Linked DNA regions of Mus musculus: all the other regions are linked to region 1. A link is a contact called in public promoter capture Hi-C data. All regions are on one chromosome and are shown on one strand. The core of a region is the stretch at or near the end of the contact, and the rest is flanking DNA. Distances in the headings are between cores, read along the strand shown. Region 1 holds the start of Spop (speckle-type BTB/POZ protein). Region 2 holds the start of Osbpl7 (oxysterol binding protein-like 7). Region 3 holds the start of D030028A08Rik (RIKEN cDNA D030028A08 gene). Region 4 holds the start of Luc7l3 (LUC7-like 3 (S. cerevisiae)).

Region 1 (6,024 bases), core at 1,801-4,300:
TCTGGTACATTCGCCAAAAAAATCTAATCCAATAGACACCAGAACACATAAAAAAATGAACTGTGGCTTTGAAACCCTAATGCTTACTAAATTTGTTGAACAACGGCATATCATATACAGTACAACCCTTGTCACTTAAGAGATACTACACATACTATATGAAATGATCACCAAGGTAAATTGAAAAAATAAAAATATACAAAGTGTCTAATCATTTGTGGAAAACAGAAACCAAAGGATCTGTCTGCGTCTGTGCTGTGCTGTGTGGACTGACGCTGGGAGGAGGAGCTGCTGCCTTTGAGAAGGTAAACTTGACAGACAGGAGAACCATGGAAGGGTTTGCATTCTCACTGTGGAGCTTTTGGTTTTTTTTTGTTTTTTTTTTTTGGTTTTTTGATTTTTTTTTGGTTTTTTTTTTTAAACATTTGTATTTCCTTTTATTTCTAAACAAATTTCTGTACCAATCTGAATGAATGAACAACTTATCTTAATCCTAAAAGCATCCCAAGCTTTTGCACCGTGGAAAAACTTAAATAAGGCTTTCAGTGAATTCAGAGATAAAGCATTTCCAGATAAGAACAAAGCATCCAAATGAAGAAAGCTTACAGAGAAGACAGACAGGGATTACCTCATTAGCTTCCCTTCTAGATTTTACAACAGCCTGATCCAGGCAAGGACGTACACCTCATAAAGTTCTTCCCACTACCATACTAGCCTCTGCAATAACTTTTTTAAGAGGTGTAGTCACCAAAATACCAAAAGGATGCCAAGTGCCCTGATCCTAAATGTGGAGTTGACACAGTAACTTATACTACTGGGGATGTTGAGGGCTGAGGGTAGGGGTGGGAGACTGAGGATCCAGCTCTTTCCCAGCACAGGATGATGTATGTGCCCCTGCCCCCAACCCCTGTGCTGCTCTGTGTCATCCTCTGGATCCAAGTGCAACATGGCAACTGGAAACAGCACAATAGACAGACAACTGAACCACATAAAGCCCAGTTAAATGAGGAAGTGAGAAGTGTTCATACACTTTCAAGACCAAGAACATGAGGTTCTAGGGATAAAATGCCAACCAAAATTATGTCTTGTGAGAATACCAAAGAAAGAACACAAAGGAAAAGGAATTTCAAAACAAGGCTGATTCATGTCCCACTCCCAAGAGTATGAGACATTAGGTTAGCCAGACAACTGAAAAACAAAAGATGCCCCTCCCTTTTCCATTCTCTCCACCCAACAACAAGTTAGCTATTCATTTCAATACAATTCAGCAAACTTTTTGCTAGTAGAAAGTGTTTATCTTTGGGACCAAATGTATACCTGGCACTAGGGAGGCAGAGGTAAGCAGATCTCTGTGAATACAGTCTTGAGACCAGCATGGTCTTCATAGGGAATTCCATGCCAGTCATGGCTACATAACAACTTGACTATATCAAAAACAAATAAAACATCTTTTTCCCTACATGGTAGAGCTAAGACAAAGTTTCTAAGAGGGATGGCACAGCACCAAACTAAAGAACCAACTGCAGTCTGTCAGCTAAAACTCTGGGACCTAAGTCACTGGAATATTTTTGTAAAGTTCCTCATTTTAATTTTTTGGAACTTGCCAATATGAAAGAATTAGTGCTCAAATTATTTGAAACTAATACTTCTGGACAAGTTGTTCAATTGTTTCTGATTACCCCTGTTTCCATATTGTCACAGAATGTACAACTAAACTGTACAACTAAATGTATAACTAAACTGAAACGCTATGGAAGAACTTACACACACACACACAATGAACCAAAAAGGTCCCACTAAGTAAAAGGGCTGAAATGAAGCTACTGATTGACAGCTTGATTTCTGTTTTGTTGTTACCTCAAGTCTGTGTGTGGCACTTATCCCTTCCTTAGCTACTCTGTAAAGGCAACTCAGAATTTTACTAAAGAGAAATTCCCACCTTAGTTTCTTTTTTAATGGACCTTTTAACAAATCCTTTTTAACAAGACTATCAAAATCCCCTGCCAGAATAACGAGTTGGACTTACTCCTAAACTTAGGGGAAGTTTGTAGTAAGGTTTCAGCATGACGACGGGAGTGGTGGAAAGGGAAGTAATACTAGAAGTAGAAGTAGCAGTTAAGTTTCAAAAAGAAGGGTCAGCGTGGGACACGTTGGCTCTAGGAGGCGTTGGTAGCCTGGGAGTCTCTAGGGCAACACCAGATGCAAATAGTGCTTTGTCCTTAAATCCCTCGCATAATTTAAATTCTCCCTCTCGGATCGGAGCGACAAGCTCACTATTGGGTGGCAAGTCTAGCGAAGAAGGCGGGCTCGTGGTCAAGGGGCTCTTTATCCCGCAGGTCCCTGCAAAACAGCAATGCGCATGCGTCCTGAAGCAGCGACCAGGCACCCGGAGCTCCTTCACATTCGAGCATGCGCAGTTCCCCATCTCGCCGCAGGCGACAGCTCACTATTTGGCAAGGGGGATGGGGTTGGGGATATGATGGTGAGGGAGGCAGGAGGCAGGGGGCGCGTTTGTGTTTCCAGAATGCTTGAGGTAGGAAGAACGGACGGCTGACTAGGCTCTGGCTTCCTCGGGCCAGGAAACCAACATAGGAAATGGGGCAGAGAATAGTACATTAGGAAAAGTGTGTGTTGTGGGGGAGGGTTTAGTCACTTCTCAAGGAAAAACCCCGCACCCCAACAGGCCAACCCCTTCTTCGACTCTTGACACACACATACACACACTCACCTGAGAACGGCGGCGACAGCTGCTGGTCCCTGTCCCCCTGCGCTCGCCTCATACTGCCCGCAACATCCGGGACCTGCGGGACCGCCGATACACAAATACACTCTTGGAGCGCGCACACACATACAAACACATACACACACATACACACACACACATACACACATACACACACACACACCACACACACACACACACCACACACACACACACCACACACACACACACACACACACATACACACACACACACACACACATACACACCGACACACACCGGCCTGGGCGTCCTGTCGTCAGCACGTCGACGCAGCGAGCGCGTACCCGCCGGGCCCCACCCCGCGCGGCCTCCTCCCCCCAGCTTCCCGCCCCGCCCCACCCCGCCTCGCCCCGCCCCGTCCTGCCCCGCCCCACCCCGTCCCGCTCAAGACTCTCCAGCTCCTCCTCTTTTAAGACTCCGCCTACCTTCCCTAGTGCGCAAGCGTCGCGAGGTGGTGCCAGGGCCCGGGAATTTGGGCGGAAGGCGGAGCCAGAGTGGAAAGAGGCGGGAACTCGGAGGGGGTCGCGTGCAGCGCGCAGAAGTTCGCGCTGAGGTGCGAGGCCAGAATGGAGGAAGGAAGCTGAGATCCAGGGACCGGGTGGGTGGAGCAGCAACAGGCATTTCGCAACTGAAACCTAGTTGTGCAGTTTGTGGATTACCGATGACTTAGCTCTTACTTTCTTTTTTAGGCAACTCTCAGCTAAAATACTTTTTAAAGAACTTTTAACATGTGTTTTAGTTTGTTTTATTTTTTGAAATAGGGTCTTGCTCTATAGGATTGGTTGACCTAGCACTCTCTTTGTTGACAGGCTGGCCTTAAATTCATAGAGATCCATGTCCAATAAGCCTAGCCTGCAAATGCTAACATTTATAAGGTACTTTGCTAGAGTACTGTGAGGCACACCTTTAACCCCAGAACTCGGGAGGCAGAGGCAGGAGAAGCTCTGTGAATTTAAGGCCAGCTTGGTCTACTTACTGAGTTCACAGTCAGCTAGAATTACAAGGTGATACCGCGTCTTGAAAACTAAATAAATTAGCATTTGACAACAATAACCAAAGAGCTGTTCTTTCTGGGAAAGGCAGAAGGGGTGTGTGTGTGTGTGTGTGTGTGTGTGAGAGAGAGAGAGAGAGAGAGAGAGAGAGAGAGAGAGAGAGAGAGAGACCCAATGGAGAGGAAGCTGATTCTGTGACAATTCCTTGGCTAAGCCATCCGGGTCCCCAGTCTGTCTCATGTCTTAGCTCCCATGGACCAAAAGTGATTCTGGAGTTGGGTAGAATTGTCTCAGAGCATCTTGGCCCTGGAAGAAAACAGTCATCTTTGTGTTACATTCTTCGATTACCTTAAACTTAAAAGAAAATATTTTATTACTGAATCAAGCTCTCAAAAGCAAAAGCAGACTGCCTCTTGCATACACATATCAAGCACACACCTAGCTCTGAGAGATCAACCCAGTGACCCTGTGGGTCATGAGGTAACAGGGTTGCAGCCTAATTGAGAGCTGCTTCCTGGCACCCTACTGCTTTCCAGGCCTTGGGACAGTCTCCAGGAGACTCTGCTCCTATCTCTTGCCACATGCTCCTTGGCACCCAGTGGCTGGTGAGCCTGTTCAGCAGGGAAGGCTGGCAGCCCAGGAACCAAGCCACTGGGTTTGGAAAGAACCCCGACAGTGCCGGGAGGCTTTCCACTTTCAAGTATAGAAGCAGACCCCGTAATCCCCATATGAAATATCCTAGGAATTATAAGCAAAACCTTCCAAACCCTTGGGGCCTTACACAACCTAGATTCTAGATGAAATTGCTCTTATTGGTTTTTTTTTTCTCTGCTTTATTTTGAGGGTTTGGGGTTTTGAGATGATCTCACACAGTCCAGGCTGACCCCCCCCCCCCCCCACACACACACACACACAGCTCACTACGTAACAGAGGCTGGCTTTGAGCTCCTGATCTTATGCCTCTACCTTCTGAGTACTAAGACTGAAAGGGTGTTCCACTCTGCCCAACCAAAATGGTTTATTTACGAACTGGAGAGCCCAGATTCTCTACTGATGTGGTCCGTGTGCTTGGCTCTAAAGCAGAAAGAGCTCTTGACACCTGAGGCAGATTCTTGAAACTTTTCAATTAGATTTCATTTACTGTCACTATCAACAAACCCTCCTCTCTTGAGCTGAAGCCAGAGAGGTGTTGGCTCCTTGTAAAAATTATGGCTGTCCCGTGGGTAACTCAGTAACCAGTTACAAATCACTAGCCCTTGGTGACACCGTGGCTGTTTAGTTACCTAGTCTCTTGACTTAGGATTTCACAGAGAAGCAGAGAGAGGGGGGGGGGGGGAGAGAGAGAGAGAGAGAGGCTCTTGAGAAAGGAGCATGGGGAAGAGGTGCAGAAAGAGTTGGTTATGGAGAATAGACACATCTGGACATCTGTTTCAGCTTCCTTACAATTGAGACTAATCCTTACAGTTTAGCCAGACTCTACCCAGGATATGGGAGAGGGAGAGGGCTCCTCCGGGTATGGAATATGTGCCAGCAGCTTGTCCAGACCCCAGTCTGAATCCCCAGTGATCTGGAAGGCTATAAGAGGTTCTATTGCCATCTGTAGCTCTGTGCAATGAGGCTCCCATTTTACTGCGAGGACCACACCGCCCACCTGAGATATGATCCCTCCAGCCTCTGCACAAAGGGCTTTGATTTGGTGTGGAGCTGATTAAGCGATTGTGGATGTCCTTGGAAGCACTACGTGTAAGAATTTTAAACAGCTTCTCCTTTTTAATATGCACTTCCTCTTCGGTTTTAATTATTTTGTTCCTACATTTTCCCTTTCAATTTACTAAAATCTAGAAATGTAATTAGAGCAGAGGCCAGGCTCAGAGAAGGCTGCCAGGATTTCTACAGCATGATTAAATATACCAGGCATCCCTTTAGTGTGGGACTGAAAAATAAGATTCTCATTATTATCTTTCCCTTATCCAGGAAAGAATCGGTACCACGTACTGATCTGGATTTATTGAAAATGCAGCACTAATTAAAAACTCACCCAGCCTCTTGACAAGGTTTGGGTAAAGAAAAAAAAAGTTCAGTTATTTAATTATTTCCTCCATTTAATGTTTTGTTGTTGTAACCACAACAAGCAAAGAAGCCCTCGTTGCTCCTCAAAATAAAATTTTCCTCTCCTCGTGAGGGACTTAATGAGGCTTTTATCTATGCAACAACAATCAAGCTTACAATGGCACCAATTCAATTCAGTGCTCCTTGTGATACTAGGAA
Region 2 (6,024 bases), core at 1,587-4,086, 1.6 Mb before region 1:
TGCTCATGTCTAATAGTAAAAGGTGCAGTTTCTTCACATAACCTATATATACGGTCTCTGTGTTCTTTAAGCATTTCTAGACGATTTCTACTTTTTTTTTTACTTTTTATTTTTTTATTATTATTTATATGAGTACATTGTCACTCTCTTCAGAGACACAGAACAGGTCATCAGGTTCCATTACAGATAGTTGTGAGCCACTATGTGGTTGCTGGGAATTGAACTCAGGACCTCCGGAAGAACAGTCAGTGTTCTTAACCGCTGAGCCATCTCTCCAGCCCTCTAGACGATTTCTTTTTTTTTTTTTTTTTTTAAATATTTATTTATTTATTTATTATATGTAAATACACTGTAGCTGTCCTGAGACACTCCAGAAGAGAGAGTCAGATCTCGTTACAGATGGTTGTGAGCCACCATGTGGTTGCTGGGATTTGAACTCCTGACCTTCGGAAGAGCAGTCGGGTGCTCTTACCCACTGAGCCATCTCACCAGCCCCCTCTCTAGACGATTTCTAATACCTAATGGCAAGCAATGGGCACGGTATGGGATTGGCAGTTCTAGTGTGTAGGGAATCATGACAAGAAAAAAATACAGTATATGTGTTTAGTGCAGGCATTTTGAAAGTAGGTGTGTGTGTGTGTGTTTAAATTGTTGAACCTGCAGGTGTGGAGCCTATGGATACAAAAAGCCAACTGTAACTTGACAGAGGTTGCTGAAAGGTGGAACTGAGTGAGAGCCATACCCTGCTCTGGCTAACTCAAGACTCCCCCCACCTGCTCAGAACATCCTGGGACAGGCTCCCCCCAGCCCCCAAGCCCGGAACCTGACTCACATCTTGTCGAGTCGTGGCATAGTGTAGGATCCCGTCCTCCAGCACAAAGTACCTCTGTACCCCAGAGGGACAGAACAAGCAGCCAGGAACATGGAGGGTGGGGGGTGGGGAGAGAACAAACACACACATTTTTCTTCTCCTTTCCACACAGGAATACCAGGGCTGTCCAGCAGCCTTCCTCAGGTAGCTCCTCCCTTGCCCTGCCGCCCTACCTTGTGCCAGCCCTTAAGAGGCCACTTCCTCTTCTTGAGCAGGTGTCCTTCCTGTCTCTCAGGCATGATGTCGTCTGCTCCCAGCCTGCCCCGAGGCTCCTCCATCACCTCCCACAGCTCCGAGGCCTGAAGTCCAGAGTAGAAGGAGAACAGCAGTTGCTGAGGCCACTGCTACCTCAGTCCACGCCCCAGGGACCCAAGCCCCGCCTACCCTCCGGCACTCTTCTGCTCAGACCTGCTGGGTACTGCTGGGCTTTGAAGACTGAGTACTCTCAGCCAAAGAGGGCGTGTCTCTTTCCTGGAAGTCCATGAGGAAGAAGTTGCTCCCCGATGAGGACGGCAGGGCCGGGTGGGTTGGGGAGAATGTCACCTTGTCCTGGGGGAACCCTTGAAGCAAGAGAGAGACCCACGAGTACTACCATACTGCCATGTGTCCCACCGTCCCACCGCTGGTCCCTCCCACACCGAGACACACATCCTCCACTCACATGACATCCCCACACCCCCAGTTCCCTGACCACCCCTGGGCCTGGGCAGCTACGCCCAACCCAACCCCCACTGTGGCCACTGCACCCAATGTGTGCCTCTGTCCCGGACATGCACCCAGGAATCCAGGAAACACTCTGTGTTTGTGAGGCTGGGGAATGAAGGAAGAAGAGAGTCCAAGAAAATAGGGGGGAGGGGGGGCTCAGAGACTTGGTGAGCAAGATCTCCTTAGCTCAGCTGCCTCCCCATCCAGTATCTCTGCCTACATCTGTGGCTTTGCCACCCCTCTGGCACAACTGTTCTCAAACTTCTACTAACTGGCCCCCTATAGCTGTCAGTTCTCACTCCCATTTTCTGCATGGGGAAACTGAGGCCTGAGACAGTCCCATCTTCCCATGCCTCCTCTCACCAGACACCCAGACACGCCGAGAATACCCACCTTGGACTCTCTTCCCTGCAAAGCCTTACCAGCCCCTTGCTACCATGTTAGTCCTCTGTGTTCCTGAGAAACCTCCCACCCAGAAGGAGCAGGGCACTGACCGGCTATGACACTGTGGGTGGGAGAAGAGGTGGCCAAGAACATGTCGTGGTCCACCCAGGTCCCGAGGCAGTGCCCACAGGCGTCCTTGGCACCGGCTCTGGCCATCCTGGCTCCGCCAGGAGATCAATAATGCATGAGCGCTGTGTGTGTGTGTGTGTGTGTGTGTGTGTATGAAGGGGAAGGGACTGGAGGAGTGATGTTGCCCTGTGTCTGGGGAAGCAGCTCAGAGCTTCATGCAGCTAGCAAGCACCTGAGGAGTTGAGGCCCAGAAGGGGCAGGGAAGGGACAGTGTGAGTGTGGCCAGGAGGTCACAGCATAAGGGACCAGGCTACAAGAGGCTGGCCCAAGGGGAAACTCCTGCATTCAGCCATTTAAAGTTTCAAAACTCTTCCGGTGCTGGGGTATTTCTATGCCCTTGTCCTGGCCGCTAGAACCCTGGCCATTTGCTGCTGGCCCCCCCGCAGAGGTGGGAAGTATCTACCGGTAGGAAGGAGAGGTGGAGTGAGACAGGTGAGTGCCCCCCTTAACCACCCCCATTCTCAGCGCCTTTACCAGAGGAGTAGACCCACCAGCTCCAGAGGAGAGGAAGCCTTCCCAGGAATGTCAGGCCGTGACAGCAAGGCCCCCTTACCCCAGGATCCATGGACGCCAGAGCCTCTTGATCCGTACGCTGCTGTGCCTGAGACTGTCTCCGAGTCACCGGCTAGCTCTTCACAGAACTGAGCAGTTGCAGCAGCTACTGCAGGAACCAGGAAGGAAGGAGACGTCGGAGCCTCCCCTCCAGCCGGATCTCCCCACCTGCCCCTCCTCCGTTGCCTCCTCCCGCCAAGCTCCGGGCTGCCGCTCAGCTCTGCCCCCCTGCTCTCGGGAGGACTAAGGACGGAGTGGTACCAAATGACTTGGAAATGAGGGGCACAATCCCCACTGGGCATAGTTCCACATGCTTCAGAGGACTGAACAACTGCTGGCTTCAAGCCATCGAAGGTAAAGGATTTTATTCAGACTAACATGGCCTTGACCCCAGTGAACACTCAAGGCCATTTCCTTATTCACCCTGCCTCTCAATTACACCTGAAATAGATGGCATATTTTGGACCAGCAAAGATATCAGGTTGACTGGGAAGGGACAGAGACACCGTCCCACCCCACCCCCACATACTCTGGGACATGACAATCTGTGCCAGGAGCACAGTCAGCAGGCAAGAGGGACAGCTGAAGCCCCACCGAGGCTCCTCATTGAGAGCAATGCCCTACCAGGTCAGTCCGTGGCAATCAGGAAGTATGGGTGCAGCAAGTCTCTAGGAGCAGAGATGCAGAGAGGTGGGAGCAGCTATGCAGTCATGGGCTGGCAGTTATAAAACAAAGACTAGCTGGGGCCCCTCCCCTGACCCTCAAACACCTTTACCCCACTGTGTTCAGTTGCTGAAATAATCAAGAATTACATTATGAGAAAGACCTACAATTCCCAAATGGATGAGCACGGACTAACAGGTTTGGTGCCTGAGAAATGGTAGCACCAGCAGGCTCTGGTATGATGGAAGGCTCTTGTGTGGCTGCAGAGATGATGTGGGCCAATCGTCTGCTCCACCTTTCTAGACATCAAAGTCTTACACACCACAGCAGTACCTGCTGTCTGGGCTCCCTTCAAAACCTCAGCATGGATTTAGCCTCCCAAGAGGGAGGGGTGCAGTGGGCAGCACCAGGCAGGCCTCTGGAGGCAAAGTGGCACCAGGAGGAGCTACTCTGACATCCAGAGCCTCAAGGGCCTTTTAAATGATTGAGTATCCCTGGGCATCTGCAGAGGTGGGGACTGTGGGAAGCTGGTCCTGGCCCAGGCCAGAGGATAGCTGCTGCAGATCTTCCAACTGTCCAGGACTAAAGACGCTGCGGCACTGCTCCAAGTCTGGGAAGGAATGCTAAGGAGTCACTCCACATTCACCCTGATCCACTCAGGATCAAGAACAGTGGCAGGCCACAGGCGGGAGGTGCCACTTCCCAAGACTCAGGGAGGGCCTCCTGCCATAGCCCCCAGGGCTCCTATTACATGAGAACTCTAGTTCCCCCAGCCTTCGTAAGGAAAAGCACGTGAGATGTAGTATTTGGAAGGACAGGCAACTAGGGAAGATGGCTTTTAAGGAAGAAAAGTGAGAATTTGGAGAGGACTTGAAATAACCCAGACAATAACTTTGTAAGATCAGGAGTTCAGGGCTGGAGACTTGGCTGTAAGCACTTGCTCTTCCGAGGACTCAGGTTCAATCTCCTACTCACATGGTGGTTCACCACCACCAGGAACTCTAGCTCCAGATCAATGCTCTCTTCTGACCTCTGTGTGCACAGGCTCATACAAAGGGTACAGATATAAACATAGGCAGGCTTTTAAAAATATTATTTATTTTATTTATGAGTACACTGTAGCTGTCTTCAGACACACCAGAAGAGGTCACCAGTTCATTACAGATGCTTGGGAGTCACCATGTGGTTGCTGGGAATTGAACTCAGGACCTCTGGAAGAGCAGTCAGTGCTGTTAACTGCTGAGCCATCTCTACAGCCCCGTAAGCACAGTTTTACACATAAAATAATTCTTAAAAAATAAAAAAGGCAATAAAATTTATTTTATTTTTATCACGAAGCAGTTTCCCTATTCTTTCCACAGCCCAGCACACCCGAAGGGTGGAACGCCAACGTCAGCCCACCAGGACCCACTCGTGTTCTACTTTGAGAATTTGAGGCTTCAGAGAACCGAATTCAAGACCTTATCCAGAACTCAGGCTTCTCTGCTGTTTCCTGAATGGTGAGGACTAAAGGAGCTGGCATCTGTGTCTGTAGAGTGCTTGGCACAAGACCCAGGAGGTGCCATTCACAAGTCTTCCTAGCCGGTCCACCATGGCACGAGCACTGAGAATGTGGACTGGGAAAACAGCATGGGGTAGTGGGTGAGGAGGCTGGGCAAGAGTCTCTGTTCTCCCTGCCTTGTGCAGGGAGAACTCAAGGAGACTGCTCCTATCGGGTCCCTAGTTGGAACAACTAAAGACAGTGATCAGTGAAACCAAGGACAATGGGCAGCCTCAGTCTGGAATGGAATTTCTCTGTATCATCAAGAGGCCTGTCCCCAAGGAGGTCATTGTGAATGAGAGCCAAGTCACACAAGGCCACTCCCCACTCCAAATTCTTTTAGATCTCTGCCAGACAACGAGACAGACAACAGGGACAGAGTGTGTTTATGGGCAGAGCTGGGTAAAACAGGCCGGCTAGGCATCTGGAGCAGGATCGGGAGGATGTAGCTTCTCATTGGCTGACGTGGCACAATCTCCCTCGTTTTGCTCTTTGACATACTGATCCAACAGGGAAGTCAGCTGGACAGGCTGGTGCTGAAGCAGGTAGCGGGTCTGGGCCATGAGGTGAGTAAGCCCTCCTACCAGCTGCCCCTGTAGCTGATCCAGGCTGGGCAGCTTGGCATAGTCTACGAGTCCCTGCCTGCTGAGGATGGTGTCATCAACGCAGCCACCTGCAAGAACATAGGGTCAGCAGGCTCCCTGCAAACGCCAAACCCAAGAATCTGCCTTCTTGCCCACCTTGGTCTTAAATTCAGGGTCACACGTGTGCCTCAGCCCACTGTTGGGGATGCATCACCTCTTTCTTTCCTTGAAAACATAAATAAACATCCGCCAGAGTCTAAAACTCCCTAACATCAGTGCCTCATAAACTTCTCTGAAGACAAGATCTTGGAGTGAAGAAGTGGAGCTGCATCTAGTCTGAATTTTCTGAGGTCACAGGCAGTCTTCTCTATAGAATGAACCCCAGCACACTGGTCACGGCACTTGACCTCAGCCCTATTATCTGAGATACTTCTTCCTCATCATCTTTATTTACCTACTGGGGAGCATGCACATGCCACTTCCAGCACCATGGCACAGGTGTTGAGTGGCAGTCAGTCCCCAACAAACATGCTGAC
Region 3 (6,024 bases), core at 1,685-4,184, 1.5 Mb before region 1:
AAGACATAGCCCCTGAACCCTGAACTTCTCTGTTTCATCCCGAGAAAGCGAGAAAGCGAGAAAGCGGTGTAGCTCTGTGAAATGCCATTGTGCAAGACACTGCTTACTGAGTTGGGCCTGTCTCCAGAAAAGAACACTACTACAAAGTCGGAGGATGGCGAACGAAGCCCCAGGAAGAAAATGCAGAGCCAGTTCGGAAAAACAACAAAAGGAAGCGAAGTGTCTCCAGGGCTCGGTCCTTATGCATGGAAGGCTCGCTTTGTGGTTTAGCCACCAAATCCCACTTAGCAGAAAAGCAAAACACAAGCCTACTTGTTAACTTCCAGACAAAAGGAAAATACAGAGAAGGAGTCAACAGCAAACTTCCCTAGACTGTTGCCTGGGAAGAGAGCGGCAGTTGGACTCCGGCTCTTTTTCCTTCCCCATCTGGTTTGGCTTAGTTTCTATGGAGCTGCGGCTGGAGTCCAGTGCCTGGTGCACGGGATGCCAGCGCTCTGCCACTGGGCCACCCCCCCCACCCCACCCCCAGCCCTTAATAAAGCCTTTCTTTGGAGATAAATTCTTGCTCAGCTGCCCAGGCTGGCCTCAAACTCATAATCCTCCTGCCTCAGCCTCTTAGGTAGCTGACTAGCAGACACATTCCACCACACCTGCCACTCCCCCCCCCCCCCAAGGTCTTAAACAAACAGAAACACCCACCAGGAATGTAGATTTGTAGCTACACAATGTCACAATATAAAGAATTGGAAACACTGTGTCTAAAAGATGGGCCCTCACTACCTTCAGGGGTGGGGCAGGTGCATCAGGTTGCTGTTTGAGCATCTCATCGATTTCTAGCTACTTGGCTTCAGCAGCATCTCACCGCTCCAAGGGCCCAGATGCATCAGCTGTTACTGGCCACCTTCCCTCTTCCTAAACACCTGTTCCACTGCCCATCTGGCAAATACCCTTTAAGACAATCTTCAAGGGCTGGAGAGATGGCTCAGGGGTTAAGAGCACTGCCTGCTCTTCCAGAGGTCCTGAGTTCAATTCCCAGCAACCACATGGTGGCTCACAACCGTTTGTAACAGGGATCCAATACCCTCTTCTGCTGTGTCTGAAGACAGCGACAGTGTACTCATTTATATAAGATAAAAAAATGTTTAAGACCGACCATCTCCAGTCGGCTCCCACAAGGAAGCCTTTCTGCACTGATTGGCCCCCTTCGGTTCAGTTTTCCTTTGCCTAACAGGACCATGCTAACCACCTGCGACTCTCTCTGGCTCACAGACCTGCCAGTGTGGCCAGGAATCATGCTATGGCCTTCACTTTGGTACTGTAAGACCTGGCTCAATGCCTAGCCTAAAGGCAGTCTCTGGTAAATGTTTATTGAATGGATAGGCTATATAAATACACATCTCATGGTTGTTGTGTGGTTTTGTTTTTTGGTTTTGGAGGTTTTTTTGTTTTGTTTTGTTTTGGTTGGTTGGTTGGTTTTTCGTTTTTTTGTTTGTTTGTTTGTTTTTCCTTTTTAAGGCTGTGCAGCTGGTATTAATCCCATGATCCTTTCCCTCTGCCTCCCAAGGGCTGGAGTCCCAGCTGTGTGGCGCCACACCCAGCTCATGATCCTGTCTTGGAAGTCTCAGTACCTAGGAAGCTCTTGCTCCAAAGAAAGAGCAGCCCCGGGAATAGAAAAAGAGAGTGGACCTTATAAGGGATGCTGATGACTAACTACTACAGTCCACTGCAAGAGCCAGACGACTCTCCCCATCCTGCTCATGGGAGAAAACGACAATGCACCAAAAATTCTAGGCTAGCCTCACGTTTACTATGTAGCCAAGGCTGGCCTTAGTCTAAGTGCTGAGACAACCGGCAGGCATGCACCACTTTTCTCAGCAAGCTTCCTTCCTCTTGCTTCTGTGCAGCAGATTGCGCTGGCTCAAGCTGTAGACAGAGGATAATGAGTTCCCACTGCAGACACCAAGGCAGGCCAAGAAGGTCTCTTACCTGGCACAGTGCTGGGTGCCTGTCTACATGGCTCTTGGGGCTCCCACTCCGGATACTGGTAGACACCAGGGCTACAGAGTCATCTTCCACCACGGGCTGCCCCAGGCAGATCAAAGCTGGAAGAAGCGTTGTGAGGATTTCCTACTTCTCTCTCAGCCAGACATCCACCACGTGAAGTCAGCGTGCAGGCGCCGCACCTGTTCCCTGTATCCTTGGCTGGCTATTGCCAAAAACTATGCCTCCCACTACCTAGAAAGGAACAACAAAGAAATAAAAACAGCAACAACAACAAGAAGAAATATGAAAAGGAGGAAATAACCAAGTTGAAAGAGGTTTAGGAAAGGGACAGCCCTTCCATCTGTTAGAGCAGTGGCTAGTAGTAACTCCACTGCATTGGGTATAGGATGCCCTGAGCCCAGCCCAACCCTTAGGAAAGGGTTACAAGTTAGAAGGGAAGACCATTCTGCTCTGGGGTAGCCTGATTCCAATTTCTGTCTTCTTTCTATTCAGCTGACTCCCTTCTCGCCTCAGAGTCTCCTTCCTGACCCCAGAGTGCTTCCCCAGTCCCCAGAGTATCAGCCCACCACCACGACCCTCAGCACCTGCCCTGCGGTTTACAAGGCAGTTTCAGTCTCTCCTTACTCTCAAGCCACAATCTTCTCCCTCAGTCTCTCCCTGTGTCCCTAACACCTTTGCTTCCGAGTCCGGCCCCCAAACCATGTTTTCTTGCCCAGTCTTCCAACCTCCGCTGCGCCAGGAGGGGATCCCTGCCCTACGTTCTTCTTCAGTAGCCCGCCACTGGCCGGCCACTTACTGCGGACCTCTCCTCTCCAGCCCCGAGACTTCGCCCCGCCCTCGCCTTGGCTGCTGTCCCTATACCTTTAACAAACCTCCACGTGCTTCTTAAACGGCGGTGACAGCATTTCCTTGTCTCTCTGCTCCCGCCCCTGGAGGCGCTGCCCATTGGCTGCTGGGTTCCTTCATTCCCGCTCTAATTGGTCTCGCTCCAGGTAACTCAAACCAATAAGCTCTCCAGGTATGGATCCCTGCTCTGGTCCTGGACAGCTATTGGTTGATCCTAGGCACCTTGGTTCCGAGAACTTAGGACTTACTAGCTTGTCTGGGGCTCTAGTAAATTCTTCCTTCCCAGGCTAGACACACAGGCTGAGCAATTGGTTCCGAACCCAGGGCCAGGCGACGCTGGGTCACGTGGCCGACTGCTTACATGACGTGCGGGCTGCTGAGCGTCACTGTGACGTTCAGGAGACCTGCGAAGTGGACGGGCTACCTCCGTCACCTGTGCTGTCGGGGTGCAGTCATGGACCTGGGACCAATGCGCAAGAGTTACCGCGGGGATCGAGAGGTGCTGCCGCTGCCGCCGGGACACGGAAAGGGGGTGTCCCTAAATTAGCAAAGGGTTGGAGGAGCGCCTTGTGCTTTCAGGGGCCACTTACAAGGCAACGGGATTTAGGGGTCACCCTGATGGGAGAAGAGGGTTTCAGAGACAGCTACTGGGGAGGGCCTCAGGGGAACCGTGGATTAACGTGTACTCATAGACCCCTTGACATCAGAACCCACCTGTGTTGGAACCCAGCCCTTTTCTGACTGTCTCGCTGTGGACAATTTATGCTCTTTGGGCCTCAGTTTATCCACCTGTAAAGTGGTGATACCTACTTCACAAGGATGCTGTGGGTTTGGGGGTTTTCTCATTTTTTACATTTTTATACATTTAGAGTGTACATGTGTTTATACATGTATGACAGGCGACAACTTTCAGGAGTTTTTTGGTTTTTGTTTTTGTTTTTTTTTTTTTCCCACCATGTCGTAGGTCACCAGGAATGAACTCAGGTTGTCAGGTTTCGTGGTAGATGTCTTTACCAGTCTATATTTAGGCATTTGTAAAATGCTTAAAACAGTCATAAACGTGATATAAATTTATAAAGGAGCGGAAGCTGGGCTTGTAGCTGAGTGTTGTGGAGTCTTGCCTGGTGTGTATGAGGGTTCTGGGTTCCACCTTTGGCACCAAATGAACTAGGCACAGTGGATCCAGAGTTCAGGGTCCGGCTACACAGTGAGTTCAAGGCTAACCTGGAAGCTCTTCGTTTTAACCTCCCTCATCATGATCTTCTCCCCACTCAGGTCAGGGACCAAGAGATCAGTTCTGGGATTGGGATCCAGAGCTACAGTGGCCAAGTGTGCTTATCCGTGAACATCTGCAGGAGTGCTTGACTGAGATGTAGGCTCTTGTGAAACCTTAGAACTACTTCATGAAAAAGAATGAGGTGACCCACAGGAACTTCAGCACACTCCAGCCCTGGTTCATCCCTTCCTCCTTAGGAGACTCAGGGACTTACTGGGCCGTTTTATGCCTGTTTCACCATCTGTAAATGGACATAGAACCTACTTCCTGAGTAGTGTTTTGTTTGGTTGGTGTTTTTTTCTTTCTCTCATGGTCATCATTATGATGGCTAAATGCATTTACATTTGAAAAACATCTCAGCCCATTGCCAGGCACAGAGTAAACATTGTTCATTCGCTGACATCAACCTCTCTTTCTAGGCATTCGAGGAGACTCATCTGACCTCTCTGGATCCCATGAAGCAGTTTGCTTCCTGGTTTGACGAGGCTGTTCAGTGTCCGGACATAGGAGAAGCCAATGCTATGTGTGTGGCTACCTGCACCAGGTACACACAGCCTGGGGCCTCTGTGTGGGTGGGTCCAGATGGAGATTAGGAAGTGCTCTCAACATTATTATATCTTTAGTTCCGCTATTAAAGCCAGCCTTCTCTGAGCCCCAGTAAACCAGTCCTTAACTGGTAAACCAAAGCCAGATCACTGAATACTCTCTAGTGATAAAATGCAGTTCCTTATACATCTCCATCCCTAATGTATCCCCTCACGGCCCTTGGCCTCCCTCAGGCTCCTATCTGCTCACCCCTCATGGCCCTTGGCCTCCCTCAGGCTCCTATCTGCTCAAGCCCTGACTTTTGGAGCTATATCTGCTGGGACTGGCCCTGAGGCCCTATTCTCTCTCTCTCTCTCTCTCTCTCTCTCTCTCTCTCTCTCTCTCTCTCTCTCTCTTTTAAGGATTTATTTATTTATTATATGTAAGTACACTGTAGCTGTCTTCAGACACCCCAGAAGAGGGCATCAGATCTCATTACAGATGGTTGTGAGCCACCATGTGGTTGCTGGGATTTGAACTCACAACCTTCAGAAGAGCAGTTGGCACTCTTAACCGCTGAGCCATCTCTCCAGCCCCCTTATTCCCTCTCTTGAAACCCAGCATGGGAATTACCAAGCAGTCATACCCTGTGAGAAATCTCTAAGGTCAGCCTCCTTATTCAGCTCCTCTTGTCCCTTCTCACTAAAGCACCAGGCATCAAGATGGGGCTTTGACACCCTCAGTGTTACTCAGAGCTCTGAGCAGAGGGCCGTCCACCATTGCTTCTCTGCGTGATGCATTAGTTCAGTGTGTTGGCGGTCCAGTCTCTCCCAGCAGTGCACGGTTTTCATCAATGTCGGAGCAAAGTACTATAGGCAACAGGGGTTTACTGTTTATACTTCTGGAGGCTAGAAGTCTGAGAGCAAGTGGTTGTCAGGGGCGGTGTCTGGTGATGCCTCTGAAGCTAGCCACCCCCTTACCGTGTCTTCATGTGACCTTTGAGAGAGCCCCCACTCTGTCTTGTCTCTCTTTCTCTCTCTTCTTACAAAGACACCAGTCTTACTGGATTCGAGAGAGTCCTACCCCATGGACTACATTTAATCTTAATTGCCTTCCTAAAACCTCTTATCTTCCAAAAACAGTCACACGGTGGTTAGGGCAGTGTGCCATACATCCCTTAAGGGGGGTACTGATTGAGCCACAAAGAGCCCCCAGACAGTGGAATCACACTTATACCTCCTGGACAGGTTCCTAAGGGCACTGTTTGATGGCATCGGAGCCCACAACTTGACTCTCTGCCGTCTTTCTCTTTCAGTTTATGTCTATGCATTTGTCTATATGATTTACACCATTGACATTTGCCTCCATAAGGG
Region 4 (6,024 bases), core at 1,162-3,661, 1.1 Mb after region 1:
ACCCATTCTAGTTCAACTTCATGAGACTCAAAGAATACTTTTAAAAGTTCCTCTTCTAGCAGACTAACAGTTTTCTTCATTGTTATCTATTTCATGTTTTGGAAACTTTTTTGCGTTTCTTAACTGTAAACTCTTCAGATTTCTGTTTGAGGGATATATGCTAACACACTGGGAGGCTGGGGTGGGAAGACTGTCGGTCTTGAGTTCGAGGCCTCCATTTTCCACCTTACCTGGTTGGAGCTTTGCCACACTCCTCAGTCAGTGCCACAGGGAGCTGACTCCTCCACTCTGACAATAAAAAGGTTCTTTCCCTCTTGCTAATAAAGGAATTAAGAACCTGTTGGGTCTCCTCTATCAATGTGCAGAGTATATCAATTAATTTAATCTGCACACTAACACTGATGTGGGCATATAACAGAAGTTTTGTTGAGGTTTCTCTGTGTAACCCAGCTATCCTGGACATTTGACTGCCTCTACCTCCTGAGGATTATATGAGCCACCAACTTTGGGCCTCCAATTTTTAATTTTAACTTTTTAAATATAATTTACTTTATGTGCATTGGTGTTTTGCCTGCTTGTCTGTCTGTCTGGGGGCAGGGGGTGTCTGACCCTGGAGTTAGGCAGCTGTGAGTTGCCATGTGGGTGTTAGGAATTGAACCTGGGTCCTCTGCAAGAGCAGCCAATGCCAACAACTGCTGTGGCATCTCTCCAGCCCTTAATTTTTTAAAAATTACATTCTATTTTATGTGCCAGTGTCTGTGTGTGTGGATCAGCCCGTGGAGGTCAGAGGACAGTTTTCGGGAGTTGGTTCTCTCCTTTCTCTGTGAGTCCGGGGGATGAAACTCTTGTCACATTCATCCAGCTTGTCCACAGATGTCTCTCAGCTTAGTCATCTCACTAGCCCCTGGGTTTTATTTTTTTTAAAAATTGTTTTAGACAGGAACTCACACAGCAACCCATGCTGGTCTGGAACAATAATCCTTCTGGCCAAGCCTCCCAAACAAGGGGATTATAGGCCCGGTCTGCTATTCCTAGCTGAATATGAATCTTGTTTTTGAGACAATGTCTCACTATGTAGCCCTGGCTGGCCTCGATCAACTTGCCTCTGGATTGCTAGGGATTAAAAGTTTGCAAGGCCGAATTAATACTTTTAAAGAAATTCCAGGGAGTTCACCACTCAGCATGAAGAACAGAGTTTAACCTCCAGCACATACATGTAAAACAGTGGTTTATAGCTGCAGTACTAAGGAAGCAGAAATAAAAGGATTCGTAGGGCTTTCAGGCTGACAGAGAGCTCACGTCCCAGTGAGACATTCTTTTTGAAAAAGGGTTTCTCTGTATAACAGCCATGGCTTTATACAGAAACTTGTTTTGTAGACCAGGCTGGCCTCAAACTTAGATATTCACCTGCCTTTGCCTCCCAAGTGTTAGCACTTAAGAGGCAGAAGCAGGTGAACCTCTTTAATTCATAAAATCCACCTGACTCTGCCTTCCCAGTGCCTTCCTAGATAAAAGGTATACGGTGACAGCAAGCCCAGCTAAGTTTTCCTAATCTTTTGAAAGTTTAGATTGAGGAGCAATGGTGGCACGTCCTAGCACTCATAAGGCTGAGACACGGGAATCTCTGTGAGTTCGAGGCCAGCCTGGTGAGTTCCAGAACAGCTAAAGTTACAGAGAAACCCTATCCCGAAAAACAAAACCAAAAACCAAACAAAGGTGGATAGTTCCTGAGTAATGGACTCCAGAGGGTAACCTCTGGTCTCCTCTATGATTCCCTGAACACACAGTAACACATTTGATACAAAGTGAAGGAAGATAAATTCCTGGATTGGAGGTATTACAACATAATTCCTCCACCGCATATAGTCTATTCCTTGATTTTCCTCCCTAAAAATCGAGGAAGTCCGGACAAAACCGGGTAGAAGAGTTGAGGATTTAACTCGCTGGTAGAGCGTTAAGCGTTAAGGTTCCCGGTTCAATCCCCAGCATCGAACTGGGTGGGTGTGGGAAGGGTGGAGGGTGCAGACATAAATAAGGACAGGTAGAGGAGGAAGAAACTACAGCGACAGGAAAATGGAGTCTGAGCACGATCGCAGCTCGCTCTTCTTGTTTCCCTCCCTGGAAGATGGTCCCCCGCACACCACGTGGACAAAGGGACATTTTCTCCGTTTCAGGGCAGTGGCAAAGGACCCAGAGCTAGATTGCTCTTTCTCCAAGTAAAAAAGAGGCCGACACCGGCAGCCGTTAGAGCGTCCACCGCTCCGTTGGGTGGAAGGCACGGCGGGGGCGGAGTCAGTGCCTGGCGGGGCTTTGCCCCGGGCCCGGGCCGGAGGTCCCGCCCCCTCGCCGGAGAAGCCGCGCTGCCCGCCCTCGCAGCCCGGGCCTAGGCGTGTCTCCACGGGCGCACGGCATGCTGGGAAGGTGCCCGGGCGGCGGCCATTTTGTCTTCTCGGCTCCTCTCTGGAAGAGGCTTTTCGAGCTTGAGAGTGGGCCGAGGGGGCTTGGTTCGGCGGCCGGGCGGCTGGTGGGGTTTTTTATCGGGTGGGTGCTAGGGCTGGCGTGAGCAGCCGCCCGGAGGAAGCACCATGATTTCTGCCGCGCAGTTGCTGGATGAGTTAATGGGCCGGGACCGAAACCTCGCCCCGGATGAGAAGCGCAGCAACGTGCGCTGGGACCACGAGAGCGTAAGTCCCGTGGGCCTCGGGCCTGTGCCCCGGGGACTGGGGGAGGGGGAGCTGAAGGGACCCGAGGGCGGGCCGAGGCTGGCCCGAGCGGGGTGCGGCGCGATTTGGGGGGACCTGGCCGCGCCGACTGAAGCACCTGACGGCGGAGGGAGGCGGGCGTGCGGCCCAGGACGGAGGGAGGATTCCGCGCCAATCCGGGGGATAGCGGCGTTTGTTGTTGTGTGGAGGAAGTCCGGGATGGCGCTTGGCTGGGCAGAAGAAGAAGCACCTTGGTGAGGCCGAGAAACGCGGGAAAAGGAAGAAGGAAGGGCTCGCTTGATTCCACCAGAGCTCCGGGGTTTTACCGTATGAATAAGAAAGCAGGCTTCCGTTATTTGGGTGCAGTCTGTCTGTCTGTCTGTCTGTCTATCTATCTATCTATCTATCTATCTAGAGTGTGTGAGTGTGTGTGTGTGTGTGTGTGTGTGTGTGTGTGTGAGAGAGTCGGGAGTCATATAGATAGATAGCCTGACTCCCGACCAGTATTCGTGGGGAAGGACATCGTAGCAGTGCATTGCTTAGGAGTGCTGCCATTTGGACACTTCTGTGAGAAGGTAGACAGTTGAAAGACGGAACGAGGTACAGTTTTATCATGAACAGTTTTTTGCTAATGCGGTTTGATGGCCGTTTGACGCGTGCTTGATGGCCGTAGTAGACCCTCAGCTAGGCAGTTGTGAAGGTTTTTGTTTTCACATAAACTCATTCGGTCCTTTTACTCTCTTAGAAAGGTTAACTATAACTCCTGGGTCGCAGGTGAGGCTAAAGCCTCTCTCTCTCTCTCTCTCTCTCTCTCTCTCTCTCTCTCTCTCTCGGTCTCTTGGTGATCGGGAAAGCTAAATCTAATTTTTGTAGCACTGTTGAGGTTGCACTGTTCTTCGTGCATATACTGTACTGTATTTCAAGTACTTTTTATCTAGTTTTGTACGTGGAGCACACTGTCTTAGATCTGAACTGGAGAGTGGGTACACTTGATTTTACCTTGCAGTTATAATCAAACAGCAGTTTTAAATCACTTGATAAAATATGAGAAAATGGCTCAACAAAAGCTTTGTTTTGTTTCTGTTTTTGAGGCAGTGTTTTACTCTGTAAGCAGGTGGTTCTCGAACTTGAAATCCTCACTCCGCTTCCAGAGTGCTGGGATTACATCGTTGCCACGATTGGCTAACAGGCTTTTTAGGAAAGTAAATTATGTATTTTTTTAAATCTATTTATTTATTATATGTAAGCACACTGTAGCTGTCTTTAGACACACCAGAAAAGGGCATCAGATCTCATTACAGATGGTTGTGAACCACCATGTGGTTGCTGGGATTTGAACTCAGGACCACCAGAAGAGCAGTCAGACCTCTTCCCCACAGAGCCATCTCACCAGCTCAGTATGCGTTGTTTTTAAACACATGGTTTGAGTGAAGTAACAATTTCTCTTTTGACATATAGAAAAAAAGTAAAGTGGGGTACCTAATTTCTGTATGTTTAAAAAAAAGTGTTCAGAGCTAATAGCAGGAGCCTTCAGTCCTAACACTTGAGGCAGATGCAGGCGGGATTCCTGTAAATTCCAGGCTAGCCTGGTCTACTTCACACTCACAGTTAGGGCTCCACAGAGAAACTCTTATCTCCAAAAACAACAACAACCCCACCCCCAAAAAAACCCCCCAAAACCAAAAGAAGTGTATGGCTAAAGTTGTATGGAAGTGGTGCCTGACTTCAAGTATGTTCTTAGGGTAGAGTTTATGGTGTTATTAGTTACATTGATTCATTGCAGCATGTGAATCTCCTGACGTTCATTGTCCTTCTGTTGCCTACTTATGTCTTGACCTTCTGCTGGTTTTTTTTTTGCTTCTGTCTCAGTGAACTTTCTCTTCTCACCCCACTTAACTCTTCAATCTAAGCATTTTGTTTGTTTTGTTTCTTGTGTGTTTGTTTGTTTGTTTGTTTTTGTTTTTTCAAGACAGTTTCACTGTTTCCCCTGGCTGTCCTGGAACTTAACTCTGAAAACCATGTTGGCCTTGAATTCAACGAGATCCTCCTGCCTCTGTCTCCAAGAGCTAGAACTAAAGGTTTGGACCACCCCTGCCTAGTCAGCATTGATTAGTTTTTCCAGTCAGGTTCTCTCTAATGTCCTAGAACTTGCTCTAGGTCAGGGCTGGCCTCAAACTCAAAGGGATTAGTCTATTTAAACTATTTAAACAGGGTTTCTCTGTGTAGCCCTGGCTGTCCTGGAACTCACTTTGTAGACCAGGCTGGCCTCGAACTCAGAAATCCGCCTGCCTCTGCCTCCCGAGTGCTGGGATTAAAGGCGTTAAAAGACAAGAAAAATTAGCTGGGCTTGTTGGTACACACCTATTACCTACCTATCCCAGTACCGAGGAGGCAGAGGCAGGTGGATCCTGGTGAATCTCAGGCCAGCAAAAGAGCTATATCTTGAGACTGTCTCAAAAATAAAGAACAAAGGTCAGGAAAAAAAATAATTTCCCCTGATACACAAATAGGACATTTATGTTTTGGATTAAGGAGAAATGTAATTTCATTCCTAACATCTTAGTTTTGAACACACCTTGTGAAGAATGGTACATAATAATGTATGTGGCTACGTTTATGATTTCTCAATGGTGAAAGTACATTTGAAGCTTGAATTTTCTTTCAGTTCTAATGCTTTTTATTGATATGATTGAATAAATTGTCATGCCTGTAATGACGAGTTGCAAGTCTGAAGGGTTAAGAGGGCAGTGCTGGTGGTCATGACCAGGGACAAAACATGTGGCCTTTCTTTGTAAATAGTGCAGGTACTGTAGGGTTTAGTAAGCATGGGAGGAACCCCTTGATCTTATTTCAGGTTAGTTAGATGCTGTCCTTTTTGGTTGCTAATCAAACTCTCAAGAGATAGGCAAGTCCAGCATCTGAATATAAAGGTTCATCTTAGTGTTTCCGTCTAACACTGCATTATAGGTTTGCATTTTCATTCCAGTTGGATTGGAGGGAGGGGGCGCTGCTACTTACTTATTTATTTATTTTTAAATGGTTTTTCTTTTTTTTAAGTATTTATTACATGTAAGTATATTGTAGCTGTCTTTAGACACCAGAAGAGGGCGTCATATGTCACTATGAATGGTTATAAGCCACCATGTGGTTGCTGGGATTTGAACTCAAGACCTCTGGAAGAGCAGTCAATGTTCTTACCCGCTGAGCCTTCTCACCAGCCCCTTAAATGGTTTTTCAAGACAGGGTTTTTCTGTGTGGCCCTGGCTGGCCTCGAACTCAGAAATCTGCCTGCCTCTGCCTCCCAAGTGCTGGAATGTACGCC

The links. Promoter capture Hi-C pulls out the DNA fragments that hold promoters and counts their contacts.
Region 2: a promoter capture Hi-C map of liver shows a contact between it and region 1, with 3 times the contacts expected there. The contact joins the promoter of Osbpl7 here to the promoter of Spop in region 1. A contact is called at or near these places in 2 of 39 promoter capture datasets (hippocampal neurons and liver).
Region 3: a contact with region 1 is called in a promoter capture Hi-C map of liver, with 3 times the contacts expected there. The contact joins the promoter of D030028A08Rik here to the promoter of Spop in region 1. A contact is called at or near these places in 2 of 39 promoter capture datasets (hippocampal neurons and liver) and 1 of 484 Hi-C or Micro-C datasets (B cells).
Region 4: a contact with region 1 is called in a promoter capture Hi-C map of liver, with 4 times the contacts expected there. The contact joins the promoter of Luc7l3 here to the promoter of Spop in region 1. A contact is called at or near these places in 2 of 39 promoter capture datasets (liver and pre-B cells) and 1 of 115 datasets of contacts at active chromatin or transcription factors (pancreatic cancer cells).

Annotation. Positions count from the first base shown.
Region 1 is chr11:95,411,109-95,417,132 of GRCm38.p6, reverse strand. Spop (speckle-type BTB/POZ protein) reads right to left here and starts at 3,050. Exons shown (of 10, transcript NM_001359107.1): 1 at 2,729-3,050.
Region 2 is chr11:97,047,632-97,053,655 of GRCm38.p6, reverse strand. Osbpl7 (oxysterol binding protein-like 7) reads right to left here and starts at 2,836. Exons shown (of 23, transcript NM_001310509.2): 1 at 2,703-2,836; 2 at 1,280-1,431; 3 at 1,045-1,170; 4 at 833-886. The coding sequence starts at 1,354. It overlaps Mrpl10 (mitochondrial ribosomal protein L10), which reads right to left. Exons shown (of 5, transcript NM_026154.3): 5 at 4,443-5,577. The coding sequence ends at 5,321.
Region 3 is chr11:96,941,056-96,947,079 of GRCm38.p6, reverse strand. D030028A08Rik (RIKEN cDNA D030028A08 gene) reads right to left here and starts at 2,934. Exons shown (of 6, transcript NR_003293.3): 1 at 2,866-2,934; 2 at 1,987-2,235. It overlaps Pnpo (pyridoxine 5'-phosphate oxidase), which reads left to right and starts at 3,061. Exons shown (of 7, transcript NM_134021.2): 1 at 3,061-3,349; 2 at 4,546-4,670. The coding sequence starts at 3,212.
Region 4 is chr11:94,318,350-94,324,373 of GRCm38.p6, reverse strand. Luc7l3 (LUC7-like 3 (S. cerevisiae)) reads left to right here and starts at 2,411. Exons shown (of 10, transcript NM_001361574.1): 1 at 2,411-2,684. The coding sequence starts at 2,586.